Regions from separate parts of the Mus musculus genome. Here regions 1 and 2 are each linked to region 3. The links are chromatin contacts, called in public promoter capture Hi-C maps. All regions are on one chromosome and are shown on one strand. Each heading gives the region's core, a stretch centred on a gene start, on an enhancer-like site or on the middle of the called end of the contact. The rest is flanking DNA. Distances are from core to core; before and after follow the strand shown.

Region 1 (4,461 bases), core at 224-2,723, 870 kb before region 3:
TTCATACACCCTGGGGAACGTAAACATACCTTATTCAGCTTCACGAAATATTCCAGCCCAGCTTCCAAGGGGTTTGTGTCACAGTTCATCTGGAAGGGAAACAGGTTTTGAATCCCAGGTGAGCCTGCTAATTTGGTTCACTGAAGAACTGCGCTGTCCTTAAAAGGACTTCAGAGAGATCTGCCTGCCTCTTCCTCCAGGTAGGGGATTAAAGGAGTTCACCACCACTCCCAGCAAGTACAGGGCGAGGGGAGATGAAGAGATTACTAAAACAGAAACAAACCCATTACCTTCACTCAGCAAATACTGGCAAACACTGGCTCCCACCTTGAGCTGATGCATAACAATGATAGAAACAGAGACATCACTTTCTTATATTAGTCTCCCCAGAATTAAGGACACTGGATGGTTTTTGAGTAAAGATTCTTTAAAAGACCAATTATGGACTAGTCTCTGAAGCAGTATTTTCCATTCAAATGAAGCCTTTGGCAAATGCTGTTATTTTTAAATATGGCAAACACAGAGACTGAACATTGGGTTGGTTTCCACTGCTCTTTTATTTTAAAGGTGTTAATGAATTTATCTGTTTTCATTGCGTGTACATGTATGTGTTCATGTCTGCGTGTGGGTGTGTGCAGGTGTGCTCTCCCAGAACTGAAGTAACGGGGCTGCCCATCGAGGATGCTGGGAACTGACCTCTGCTTCTCTGCAGGAGAAGCACACACAGTGCTCTTAACCACTGAGCCATCTCTCTGGCCTCCGATCTTTTACCTTAATAAATATTTGAAGGCTAGTACATGGTGTTTCACAAACAAGAATCTCATGTATGTTATGTAATAATTTTAATTACATAATTGTGTTTTTAAAAAAGTAACAAGTAACTTTGCTTAGCTTGCATTTAGCCATGAATGGGGGTAAAGAGGGGAAAGCAGGTGACAGAACACTGGCTTTTGCAGAGTTCTAGAAAGAAAACGGGAAGGGAGGATTAAAGCTCAGAACTAGCTGACTCGAGATAGGATGCATCAATTCAGGGGAAATCCAATATTTAGTTCTAAACCTGAATGAAGTTAGGGGGTTTTTATCACTGTTTTGTTTTTAAGGGGTTTTTGAAGATTCTAATTTATACGATGAGAACTGAGGGGAAATGAAAGAGATGAACTCAGGAGGAACTGCTAAATGTATAGAAATGGGAACAGAATACCTCGATGTACTCAGTTAAGTGTTAATGAGCAGAGGACCTTTCTGGAAGTCGGGTTTTTTGTTGTTCATTTCTTTATGGGAATGAGAACTGCCTGCTCTAACCTCCCAAAGAGTCGACATAAACTAGATAAACGTAAGACTACTTTACACCACATAAAAGTGTTCTCATATTTCCTAAATTAGTTTGAGTTACTCTGAAATTATTTTTCAGTCTGCCAAAATTAGAGATTTTTTTTTTCAGGGAAACAGAGCGACTTCGCCGATGTTTCTGCACTAGAGGGCGCTCTGGCACTGTTGGGAAAGAGGACCCTAAAATGGAGCCCAGGGAGAGGAAGCAGAAGGAAAAACAAAAAAACCAAAAACATCAGAAAAATTGAGGCTAGAATACAGCGATGTTTAACTCTCAAGGGGTGGCTTCTCTGTCCTTTTTCCTGAGCATGGGGACAAATTTGTTTTGTTTTCTGAGGGCAGCTGGCCTTGCCTGAGTCCTGGCTGTAAACTTGAGTTCGCTGCAGCAGGCAGGACCGGCTTCCTGCAAGCTTGCATCAATGAGAAGGCCCAAGGGTAAGTACCTGAGCTCTCAGGTTAACCTAGAAATTAACTGTATAGTGTGTTTGTTCGGCTCATTACTAACCATCTCTACGTCTGCGCTGATTCTTTAGGATAAATACTCCATTTTATAAGAGAGCAGGCCAGCCAGCCAAGAGTTAAGTAAAGGATAGATTTAAACCCCAGAGTCCCCACTCGGAAGCTCATGTTTACAATGGCCCCTAAAACGTCAGTTCTCTGTAAAAGTTAGGGTTTTGTTTCTCCCACAAGGTAAATAGGACCCTGGTCACAGGAATCTGGATGTTGGGGGCTCAATGAACCCAGTGAATGTATGCAAAATAAGAGTCGTGGTAAAGCTAAGTCATAGAACAAGGGCTTCTGGGAACGCGCATAGGGGCTTTATCTTGATGACAACAGTCAATGTGGGAAGACCCTTCATAATTGTGGACACCACATTCCCTGGGCAGGGGATCCTGGGTAAAGTGCAGGAAGCCAGTTAGCAGCTGTCCAGGGGCTTGCAATCATTTTAGACTATGGATGTGACATGACCAGTTCTCTCAAGCCACTGTCACTGTGACTTCCCCACTCTGAAGGACTGTAACCTGGACCTGTGAACTGAAAGAAACCCTTTCTCCCTGAATTCGCTTCTGTCAGGGTATTTTTTTCCCCCACAGAAACAGGAAGGAAACTAAGACAGAAGCAAAGCAGAATCAATGCATATAAAAATGTTGTGTAAGTGGTTAACAATTGTACACAGAGAAGCTCTTGATTCCCACTGGTGGGGAAGACTAGACCCACACACACGGGACCACTGTCCCTGTCCCTCAAAAGAAAAGGACATTAGTTCGCCTAAGGATGATTGTGAGAGGGAAATGAAACGTAACAGAGGGAAAGCAAGGATGTGAGAGGTGATACTCAGATCCTCTGGCGTGTGCCTGCCAGAAAATGTCTGGGGTTCACCACTAAGCAGGGGGAATTAAGGCAGAATAAACGTTACCCCCAAACCCAGTCAGTGCTCATCTGGAAAGCAGAGAGGCAGGGGAGTTCTTTCCCTACTCAAAGTCATTTAATGGCATTTGATTTCTCTTCTAGCTGGAACTGATAGTAGTAATGCTATGAAAACTAGTCTCCCAACATTAGATACAGTAAGGTAAGCATCCGTTAGTGAGGATGCTAGCATGCAAACCTCGGAGCCCCAGGCTCGGAAAGCCTTCTCCAGTCTCAAAGCGTTCAGGGCGTAAGTTCCAAAGTCGCCGATGCCCTCCTCCTGGCCGGCACTCATGATGCGCTCATAAAGCGTCGCAGAATCTTCTCGTCTGTGGTACAGCTCCCAGCCCAGCTCACCTGAAATGCACAGGCAGGGCCCACACAGGCATGAGAGTGGTGCTGGCAGGGCCTGCGCTCACATCCATTAACTAACACGTGTAGGAGAAAACCCCACCAGCACAAAGCAACCTTTGGTGGTCTTTAAAAGAACAGCTCACAAGGAGCAGTCAGTTCAGTGACCATTTGTGTGTAAGCCTGACTCCTGCACAGAGAGACTCCTGCACAGAGAGCAGTCAGATTCACTTTTTAGCCCGGACCCTGGCCCCATACGAGCCTCCAAAGTTTCCAGGGCAACGGTAGTAAACAACTAACACATGTTTTCACAGGGTTCGTCTGGGTATGGGAGGGCATCTGTGATCCCGACACTCAGAAAGCTGAGAGAGGTTTGTGAGCCCAGGGCCAGCCTTGGCTACTGAGACACTGTTTAAAAATAAAACACAACAAAATAACAACTTTAAAGAGGGTGAGGAGCAAGTTCAGACAGTACTTATCATGTGGGTAAGCACGAAGATCCAAGTTTGCCCGGAATTCACATTTTTAAAAAGCACACGCTGGAGGTCTGGGGCCGGGTAGGGTGCCCACAATGGCTCAATGGGTAAAGCCAGGGGCCCTCATCCGTGCAGCAGTTCTCAACCTGTGGGTTACGTCCCCTTGGGGGGGGGGGGGTGTCTAACAAATCCTATCATGGGGTTACTAGAAAACACAGATATTTACACTCCATAACACTGGCAAAATTAGAGCTATGACATAGCAATATGCAATGATTTTATGAAATAATTTTATGGTTGGGGGCCACCACAACTGAGGAGCTGTACTAAAGGGTTGCAGCATCAGGAAGAGTGAGAGTTCTAGTGGAAAGCTTGGTGTAGTCACGATGGGCTGGAAGTCACACTATCTGTGAGTGTTCCCATATATCACGCCACTGTGGCCTTCCATTTATTCTAATGACCATCTTTTGTTCCTTTCTCATCTACACTTCCAAAGAGAAGCGACTAGAAACCAGTGGAAGCTCCATAAAGAGTAGGCATGGCCAACAGACTTCTTGTCTTAGAGTTGGGCAGAAGAAATCTTTCTTCAGAATCAGAGAAAGTTAGACAGAGGGGTGGAGGGAGACTGAGTGTGCATGAGTGTGTGTGAGTGAGCATATGAGTGTGAGTATGTGTAAGAATGTATTGTGACTGTGAGGGTGTATGTGTGTGTGTGTGTGTGTGTGTGTGTGAAAGAGAGAGAGAGAGGATGCACTATGAGGGTATGACTATGTGGGGTTATGTGTGAGTGTGTGTGTGTGTGTGTATGTGTATGTGTGTGTGTGTGAGTATGTGTGAGCATGTACAGTGAGGGTGTGACTGTGTAGTTGTGCGTGTGTGTGAGTGTGGTTATGTACGA
Region 2 (4,945 bases), core at 512-3,011, 930 kb before region 3:
TATCGAGAGCCATACTAACACCATGTTGTCTAAATCTCTGTATGAAGAAAGGCCAGAAGACTGTGACTGTGTGTGTAGGATAGAAAGAAAGAAAGAAAGAAAGAAAGAAAGAAAGAAAGAAAGAAAGGAAGGAAGGAAGGAAGGAAGGAAGGAAGGAAGGAAGGAAGGAAGGAAGGAAGGAAGGGGAGAAAGGGAAGAAAGGACAGAGACAGAGAATATCAGTAACCACTAAAAGTTATTAAATTTAATTTGATCATAATCACATCAGGATTTTAAAAACCCACCAAACTTGGATTGAGGGGAGCCTAATTTCATAGGTCTGAGACGAGTAGGTGCAGGAAACTAAGGATTGCAATTTATAGCCGTGTGACTCCCCCGCTGACATCCAATTTAGGCAAGCTATCTCCTCGCCTGTAAAGGGCGTTCAAGATAACTACCTCATAAAGTGGTTTTTAAAAACGTTTCAGTACAATAAAAACACTACAAGATACGTTCTTACTGTTCCCAGTCATTTAACATACACATACTCTGTGGGGGACATACTCTCTAAAGGGGCAGTGAAGAGACTCATGTGGGCTGGATTCACCCTCAAAGGTAGAAGAAATATCAGCACCCTTATTTTCATTGTAGGGGTACGGAGAACCTGGAAATGACTTCCATTGTTAGCCATGCACAGCGGAGGATCTGAGCGTGGGTGCTGGAATTTCCACGTTGTTGACATATGCATAGTTATAGGCAAGGGGGTAACTTAGTAAAGGAAAGATATAGGAGCCTGGGGTGCACCTTATCTCACCTGTGGCCTGACTCCCAGGTACAACAGGGGCTGAGAGAAAGCTTAAGATCTTTCACATACCCCACCCCCACGCTCATTCACTGAAGGCTTTTCGGGTGATGCGTCCCTTGTCAACAATCCCAAGTCTTTTTAGTGTTTCTAAATTAATCTCTGAAACTCCCATCTACATGGCTTCCTATCCTCCTGGCTCAAGTAGGTCACTCCTGATCTATGACACACCGCGTCAGTCACTAGGGTCCGTCCCAGTGCAGCCTCTCACTTTAATGGCCCTCTGGAGCTCCTTGGGCCTCCCTTTTCTTCTCCATCCTTTCTCCTCAGGACCTCGTCTATCCTTCTCTTTGGGGGTTCACAGACACAGCACCTCGAGATCCCAGAAACCCCGCTCTCCTCTGACCTAGAGAAAACGAAAGCCACTCCTGCCTTCGGCCACCAGGAGGAAGTCAGGCATGCGCAGTGGCCCTAGGCAGCAGCCTGGGGAAGCCAGGGTTGTCGAGCGCGGTCCGACTGAGCTGGCGGGCTCGCGGGGTCACGCGGGGCTGGAGGCCGCCTAGTACCTGATAGCGGCCGGTGAGCAGCTGGCTCCGCGAGGGCGTGCACAGCGGCTGCACGTAGTAGTTGTCCAGGACCACGCCGCCGGCCGCCAGCGCATCCAGGTGCGGCGTGCGGATGACCGAGCCGTGAAAACCCAAGTCGTTCCAGCCCAGGTCGTCCGCCAGCACGAAGACCACATGCGGAGGCTGGGTAGCTCCGGAGGCCCGGGCCGGCGACAGCAGCAGCAGCAGCAGCTGCAGCAGCAGCAGCAAGAGTGGCAGCTGCGGCCCGGGACCTCCAGGCCGGCTCCTGCCAGTGCACGGGCTAAGCTTGCCCATCCTTAGCAGCCTGCAGAGCCCGTGCTGCGGGCACCCCCGACAGAATCGGGAACTGAGCGGCCGGGCTCCCCAGCAAGATTTCATCCACCTGGGCGGGCCGCGGGCTGGGGAGGGCCGGCGTCCACGGCCTCCGCCTCCCGCGGGGGCCGGGGGAGGAGCCGCACAGAGCGCGCGGGCGAACTCAGCCGGTCCTTCCAAGGCCCAGAGGCCCGTTCTTTATTTTAGCCATGAACTCGAGAGCCACAAGTTCCAAAGCTGTTTCACAACCTTTATCTGATTAAATCTAGCCGCAAACTTGACAGCTAAGCACTATAGTTAGCGCTCCTTTTATCCCCAGAAGAAACCCTGTAATGGTTTGGACCATTACAGATGAGAGAAGAGAGGTGGTGCAGATGGTGTTTCAGATTCCTTTGTGCAGTGTGTACCCATGAAGCCACTTCCTTCCCATCATCAGTGGGCCAAACACATTCATTCTGTCTGCCCAGAATCTAAAATGAAATGGTGAAGTTTCATTTCAAGACATTCGGGGTATGCCCACCTAAGACTGTCTACTTGCTTACTCAATGTCTAGAGATGAGTGATAACTGTTAGGTGGAGAGAGAAAAAATGTGCGCTGCCTGAAGGACACACCCTCTCTGGCTGAGGCCGAGTCCGTGGGAGTTACTTTACAGCTTTAGAAGCTCTGGATGAATGATACCCTTGAAAAGTAATTATTGCTGATGTACTCAACTGACTTCCATGCGGTTGGCTGATGGGCGTTTGTGGTATTGTTCCTTATAACCAATTTTAATTTCTTATCGGTTTCTCACTAATAAATTAGATGAAATCACATGATGTATTCATTTCTGCATTTGTGATTTGTGTGAGAGTAAAAAAATTCTTTTGTGTGTGTGTGTGGTTTTTTTTTTTTTTTTTTTTTGAGACAGGGTTTCTCTGTGTAGCCCTGGCTGTCCTGGAACTCACTTTGTAAACCAGGCTAGCCTTGAACCCAGAAATCCGCCTGCCTCTGCCTCCCGAGTGCTGGGACTAAAGGTGTGTGCCACCACGCCCGGCCAAAATTTTCCTTTTTAAAAAAAGATTATCCTTGAATATATGTTTCCCTCTTAACATACATAAGAGTTTTCTTTGAAGTAGATAACTACTACTTATCCTTAGTAAAATATAGCCAGAAAGTTTTAAATTTTGGCATTTTTAAACCCAAAAACAATATCTTAGAAGAGTTGTTTGTTCGCTTTTGTGTTGGGGATAGTGTGGTCTCTGCATATTCTTCTACTCCATAATTGTTTTCTATAGTCCTCTCCTTTTTGTTTTTAAGCAGGTGCTTACTATGTACCCCAGGATAGCTCCTCCAGCTCTCTGTCCTCCTGCCTCTTCATCTCCCACTGACAGAACTGGGATTACAGTCCCAGGCCAAGGTCCAGGTTTTCCCTGCCCTTGATAAGCATCAAACAGCCTCCAGTAATACTGCTCCTGGAACTAAGCACCCACCAAAATCCCCGTGCCCTGCATTTCAACTGAGCATGTCAGCTGGGGGTGCCCTGGCAATGTGCAGGTGGGAAAAGTCTGATTTTCATCTGTATACTGAAGACCTATGGCATGCATACTGTGCGTGGTTCTTTTAAAAATCTCTCTACTGGTGTTCCTTTGGTGTTTCCTTTGGATTTCACTCAGGCAACAGCTTCGTACAAGAGTACAGGAAGGTGATGTGGGGTGATGCCTGGTACCTCAGACAGAGAGGAACAGTGTTGGTTTGCTCTTTTGTGGGACCCCTGTGTTACTGGCATCAGGTCTCCACTGCAGAGTTACCATCTCCCCCTTGTAATTACTAAGTAGTACTCAAACTTTTGCTTATTGGCTTTCATTTCTTGTGTGAATAGATTATAATTAGGATGGCTACCAATAGTGACCTTTTAGCGTCCTTTCTATGAGTTTCTGAGTTTCTTATGTATTTAGTTCATTGTGAACTCTTGGATTCTTGCTTTGATCAATATGCCATAATCCTTTAACATAATTGCACCCCCCCCAACACACATACACACACACACACACACACACACACACACACACACACACACACACACACACTTGAACAGGCTGAGTGACACTGCTTTATTAGAACACGGAGGGGCCCTACCTTTTCAAAGGGATGGAGACTGAGTGCATTTACCAGGGCTAGGAGACACACATGTACACACACATGCACACGTACTTGCACACGTACATGCACAGTGCAACCAGGAAGTTATAGCTAATTGGTTTAGTTTGATTGGGAGCAAGTGGGTTGTTCTCAGCATCTGGGCATACCGTTTCTCTCGGTGGCTCTGAAATGGTCGGGTAGAGCTAAGTCACTCTTTATGGCTTGGGGCTTTTGCCCGGTACAGCCTGGCCCAATGTCTCATGACACCAATATATCCCAACCCTAGAAGGGAAAAAAGAAAAAGAGGGAGACATCATGGTTTTAGGGAGGCTGCTTCTGGCTGAACTCAACATTGGCAGGGGCAGGTTGAGGGAGCTTCCAGATGGGATAAGACCTGGTAGTTTTCTGCTGTGAAGAATTCAGTGACCTTCCAGGATGTGAAAGTTGTAAGTCTTTGTTGGAAAGGCTTAGTGAGACGGCTGAAAGGCAGGGACCAAGGAGTAGGGTTAACATGATCATAAGGATTTAGGGTTAACATGATCATAAGGATTTATTGTTAACATGATCATAAGGATTTAGGGTTAACATGATCGTGCTGATTGGGCCTGCCAAGGGGTCAATCCACAGCTCCCAAGCAGTCAGGTATACTTCCAGAAGGTATTGTCTGCCCTTTCTCAGTTGTTGATTCTTTCTAATAACTGTTTAGCAGTTATTCCCCTAGGAAGGCCCCCATGCCTCCCATTCCAGTGGCCACCAAGTCTAGTCACCTGTGGTTTTGGAGGACCCCTGCAGGCAAGGGATCTCTTTGGTTTTGTAGGGTGACTATTCTTCGTTGTAGCAAAGTCAGGTCTTCCTTGATCTGACTGGTCAGTTCGCTGTGTTGTACCTGTTGGAACCCCATCACTGTTGCTGTGGAGGTTATTCTGGGTGAGAGCCATTAGGAGGGTTTACATGGAACATTTTATTTGGTTATAGGGAGATGTTCAGTAAGTAGACAGTTAAAAGACAGGGTGAAAACATATGTATTAGGAAAATAAAGAGGAAAGGAGTGATGGGGAGACCAGAGTGGAGGAGTGATGGGGGGACTAGAGTGGAGGAGTAATGGGAAGACCAGAGTGGAGGAGTGATGGGGGTGGGACCAGAGAG
Region 3 (4,960 bases), core at 1,491-3,990:
GCTCCGCCAAGACAAACCCCACCCAGTCAATGTGACGGTATTTTCATAATTGTCTTTGAATAAAGTAACTTCATTTAAATTTTCCAGATCAAATGACTCAAGGTAAAAATGAGATTATTTTAACCATTATGAATTGTGTTCACTGCTATATCTCAGGACCCAGGATACGGCCTAGCACGTAGTCAGTGCTCAGCAAACAGTCTCAGGATGAACGAACTACAATATAGCCAATTCTATACATGGAACAAAGTCTCATCTTCCATCAATAGTGTTCATTTCCAAAACAATATTATTGTACTGGACTGTAACTCAGTGGTAGAATGTTTCATTAGCCAAACAAGCAAACAAACAAAGCGGACTACCCACTTCAATGGGAAGGTAAATGTCTAGGAGAATTCAGCTTTGTCATAATATAAAAGATCAAGGCTAATACAAGAAATCTCCCCTTTAAGACGCCCCCCGCCCCCAACAACCCTTTTTGTTCTTTCTAAACAGACTACAACATTTTCAACTAAGTCACTGAAATACTGTCTGTCATACTCAGAGATGCTCACCACAGCAGGGAGAAGTTTCTCTTCCAGGAGAGCGATGTAAGCCAGTGTGTCTGCCCCTTGTTTTGCTGAGAGCTCACAGTCAGCATTATATTTCTATCAAAGAGAAAAACAGTCTCTCAGAGGTCAAAGGACATTCCTAGGACAAGGGAGATAAACAAGTTAGAACTCCTATTCTCCCTCACAAATGTCAAACCTAACATTAAGAGGGAGGAATACTAACCAATGAAAACTTTCTTAATGCACCATACACAAAAAAACCCCAATGTTGCTTACAGCTTGTCAACTACATTCTATTGCTTTCATGCTTATCAATGACCTTTGTTCAAAGTATGGCACGTGGTACAAGTTAATGAATAAAAGCAATTGTTTTTCATAAGGAAGGAAAAAAACATACAGTTCATTAAAATGTTTTTTTTTCCATAAAAAAAGGAAACTTCTCAATTTAGAAACGGTTCAAATTTTAATGGTACAAGATTTTTTTCTTAAAGTACTGACAAATCACGTATACCCGTCATGTTTATAGGAATCATTTTATGTTTAAATATCATGACTTACTACATAAATATTTACACTTCACACACTTTAGATACGTGCTTTCATAAGGCGTGTAACTATCAGATAAGTGCTTTTTTAAAGTAGAAATACAAAACTCAGTATTCAACTCAGTGGTAGAACGCTTGCCTACCAGTGACTACAAGGTCCCGTATTCAAATCTCAGCATAAAACCAAACCAAACCAAACAATAACAACAAAAGTGATCAAATAAAATAGTTGCCATATGATGGGAACTCGGGTGTCACACTTAGCATGAAATGTATAGTAACAACAGGACTAAAGTGATAACATTATCAACAAGAATAAGTCTGAATAACTAAATTGAATCTTATATCCTTTTCAAGAAATTCACAATAAATACATTACATATACTTCATTAAACTTCCAGATCACAGTAAAATAAAATGCATGCCTTTCAGCACCAGTAAGCAAGTCTTTGTTTCTCTATTGTCAAGATCCAGGCATTCCCAGTTGCCCCAAAAATTAAAATCACCTTATAGTGAACTAAAAATAAGTCATACAGGATGCCAGGTGTAATTGTCACACCCACAATTCTAGCATTTAAAGCCAGTCTGTGCTGCACAGTGGCAGCATAGATTAGCATGTAACCCAGTCTGAAATAACAATAATAATAATAATAATAATAATAATAATGAGTAACATGCAGAAAACTACCTACTTCTTCTAAAGGAGCTACCCACCTGTTTTCTTAGAAAGTTTAGAATTTTTGCAGGCTTAGAAACAATGCTGTCTTCAGTTGTCAAAATTGGTACATCACCTATAATCAAAAACAATTTACACACAAGCAAACACCGTGATTTATTCTGAAGATTACAATGCCTTAAAAACTACACCAGTTGGCACATGGAAGAGTATGGGTATAAACTTCTGTGGGCTTTACAAAGGGCAGCACTAAAAAACATTTTCGTCTCTCCAATTTTCCAGGTTTGTCTTGTACCTTTAGTTCTTACTCGAAATGACCAAACACAACCAACACACAGCCAAGGTCATTCTAAGAAGCTAAGACGCCCCAAGTACTCTTGGGCTATATGGCTGTAATGCAGAAAGGGATGCAACTGTTGAAAAGGGCAGAGAGGGGGGCGTTTGAAAGCTTATACTGTACCTCTTGACCCTCTCCAGGTGTTATCTATAATATTGATTTTCAAGGGCGCGCCAGAAAACTTGGCATAAGCCTGAAACAGAGTTTGCAATAAGAGATTTTAGACACTGAGAGCAGGCTTGCAAGGTCTGCAGCACGGCTCTGACTGATGCACCCTCAAAGGCAGCCTGAGGCTGCCCACGCCCCTCCCCCGTCCGCCATCGGGGACGCGCAGGCTCCCCGCTCCTGGGGACCTCGGATGCAGGAGGCAGGGCCTGAGGTTGCGGGGCCGCGTGTGTGCTTCTCCAACTGCAGGAACAGCGCCGCCGGGCCGCCGGGACCTGACGCTTGCAAGCGGCCCGCCGGTCTCCAGCGGAGCCCGCGGCTAGCCAGCCCAGTCCTCCCGCGCCCTGGCCCGCGAGGCGGCCTCACCAGCACCACCAAGGACTCGCTGTGGACCGAAGGGAGACCCCAGCCTCCTCCCCAGCAGCTGAGCTCCATGGGGGCCGCCATCTTGCCGGGGCTGACCTCTGTCACCCGGAAGTACTCGTACCGCCCACTCTCCAGCACGTGGAATGGAGGGGGGCGGGACGAGGAGCTGGGACTGACTCCTTGGGGCTTTGGACAGAGTCAGAAAGGACAGCAGCAGGCCTTTGAGAGAAGGTTTAGCAACCAGACTAGGAGCTGTGCCGGAAGGGAAACAGACCTCCTAAGAGTCCTCCAAGTATTTATTGCATTCAGTATTAATGTACAACAAAACTTGAAAGCATCACTATGGTATATATAAATCTGTACAAAAGTAGTTTAAACTGACATGGAGGTCGTCGGTACAAGTTTGCGATGTTCAGTCATTGTGATGGTCCTTTGCCTGCCTGCCTTTCCAGTCTCAATTTCAGTTGGCATTCTTATGTTAATGTGATTCAACCTCATTCAAAATTAACCCTGTTCCTAAGTTTTTAACAGGGGACTCCAACGTGCACACTCCTTTAATTCAGAATGGCTTTCCTCTCTAGTGGCTCTCCCCAAACTAAGTTTAGTGTGGCTGGAGAGGTTGCTCAGTTAAGAGCAGTTTTTGAAGACTTGTCTTGGTTCCCCCAACCTACGCTGTGTTCACAGTCATTTTACTCCAGTTCTTTGAGACCTGAGTCCCTCTTCTGGCCTGTACCGGCACTAGCCCTTCACGTGGTGCATACGTGCAGGCAAAGCACACACATAAAAAGATTTTTTTTTTTTGAGTTAAACTTAGCTTTTTCAAAATCATGAATTTCTTCCAGCTTCCTGAGGCTCCCTGTATGCACTTGAATTTTGAATTTTGCTTCTGTCCATATTCACAGGCCTTTTGCCATCCACTCTACAGAAGCTCTTTGTGGCTTCCTAGGTGTGGGGCCAGTGAAGACACAGAAGGTCTTGTGTTTAGAAAGGCTCTTCATTCACGTCATGTTCTGCTATCACTCTCTTGAGGTCATAATCTTGGTGCAAAGGGCTCTGCACTTTTATTTTAGACTAAGCATTGTAAGTCATTCAGCCAGTCTTGTCTTTGGACCTAATGGGCATGCACTAAATATTAATTTCTCAGAAAAACCATTAAAGAAAAAACTTGGCAATGTGGAGATTTGGGCATACTGTTTGGATCTCAGAATCAGGACCTGGGAGCTGTGTGATTTTTATAGACAGAACAATAGTCTTTCTGGAACAGCCCTTTTGATACATCTTTGGGTTTTCTATTTTCCTCTATCACAAGAAGATGCTAGGGTCCCCTTCAATTGAAACCTATTGCCGTAACAATAATATTCAGCAACATTTTCTAGGCATTTTTCTGCACAGTAAGGGGGCAACTCTCCAAAATTACAGTTCTGATTTCCTAAAGTCTTTTTTAAATATTTTGCCTCAAAAATAGTATATCTCAAAAATGGAAAGAAAAGACATTCCAATCCTAAAAGTCCATTAGTCACACTTTTTAAGTAGGAAATGCTTAGCAAATGTATAGTTGAAACTAAACAACACATTTATTGAGCAGAGAGTACATCTGAGGTACTAGGAGGCTCTGGAAGAATACATAGATGGATGTGGAGTGTCTCCTTAGGAATGTATAGTCTACAAACCAGACATTACACATAGGTAAATATAAAAAGCCATTGTTCCACTAAAGAGATGGCTCGGCTGTTAAAGGCTAGGTTACAACCAAAACTATAAAAAGCCATTGTCACAAGTAAATGTAGAGATTTATAAAATATTAACAACACAGAGGAGGAACCATGCATCACTGTAGGATTTTTGGGGGATGGCTGGGCCCCCTTCATATTAAGAAGGTAACTTAACTTTCTGACTCAGTGTAAAGGAAAGTTCATGCTTTGAGAAATAAAATTCTAAGCAATAAAAATAAAGCTGAGAGTCTGTATCCTACAATAAGACATTTTAAATCAAATGCTGCAGTGAGGATGTGGGTTCTCTGTGTCTTGTTGGCCACTGAGGTGGTGGGTGATCATTCTTTGTGGACACATAGGTGATTACTTAGTGTGACCTTCTCTCCATTGCTCCTGCCACTTACACTGATTTTATTTGCATTAGAGAGAAATTTAAATCCATTCTCTTATTAAGTTAAGGCAAAGAACACCATTTCTCCCAATCTGATAAGAAAATTCCTTCTTACAGGTTTATGTGTGCCTAGTTAATAGCAATCTTTGTGTTGCTGTAATTCCTTTTGAGATTCTGTATCTGCTAGCTTGAATTTTAAAATACTGGTGTACCTTGT

Evidence for each region. Promoter capture Hi-C pulls out the DNA fragments that hold promoters and counts their contacts.
Region 1: a promoter capture Hi-C map of hippocampal neurons shows a contact between it and region 3, with 4 times the contacts expected there. The contact joins the promoter of AW495222 here to the promoter of Mtx3 in region 3. A contact is called at or near these places in 12 of 39 promoter capture datasets (the 3T3-L1 cell line, 3T3-L1-derived adipocytes, the C10 cell line and 9 more), 1 of 484 Hi-C or Micro-C datasets (cerebral cortex) and 2 of 9 other capture datasets (embryonic stem cells and macrophages).
Region 2: a promoter capture Hi-C map of embryonic stem cells shows a contact between it and region 3, with 3 times the contacts expected there. The contact joins the promoter of Arsb here to the promoter of Mtx3 in region 3. A contact is called at or near these places in 5 of 39 promoter capture datasets (the C10 cell line, cranial neural crest, embryonic stem cells and 2 more) and 1 of 9 other capture datasets (macrophages).

Annotation. Positions count from the first base shown.
Region 1 is chr13:93,716,187-93,720,647 of GRCm38.p6, reverse strand. AW495222 (expressed sequence AW495222) reads left to right here and starts at 1,473. Exons shown (of 3, transcript NR_045086.2): 1 at 1,473-1,764. It overlaps Dmgdh (dimethylglycine dehydrogenase precursor), which reads right to left. Exons shown (of 16, transcript NM_028772.3): 13 at 2,936-3,093; 14 at 30-89.
Region 2 is chr13:93,768,495-93,773,439 of GRCm38.p6, reverse strand. It overlaps Arsb (arylsulfatase B), which reads right to left and starts at 1,761. Exons shown (of 8, transcript NM_009712.3): 1 at 1,348-1,761. The coding sequence starts at 1,662.
Region 3 is chr13:92,842,548-92,847,507 of GRCm38.p6, reverse strand. Mtx3 (metaxin 3) reads right to left here and starts at 2,740. Exons shown (of 9, transcript NM_001162945.2): 1 at 2,641-2,740; 2 at 2,233-2,302; 3 at 1,811-1,887; 4 at 555-647. The coding sequence starts at 2,721.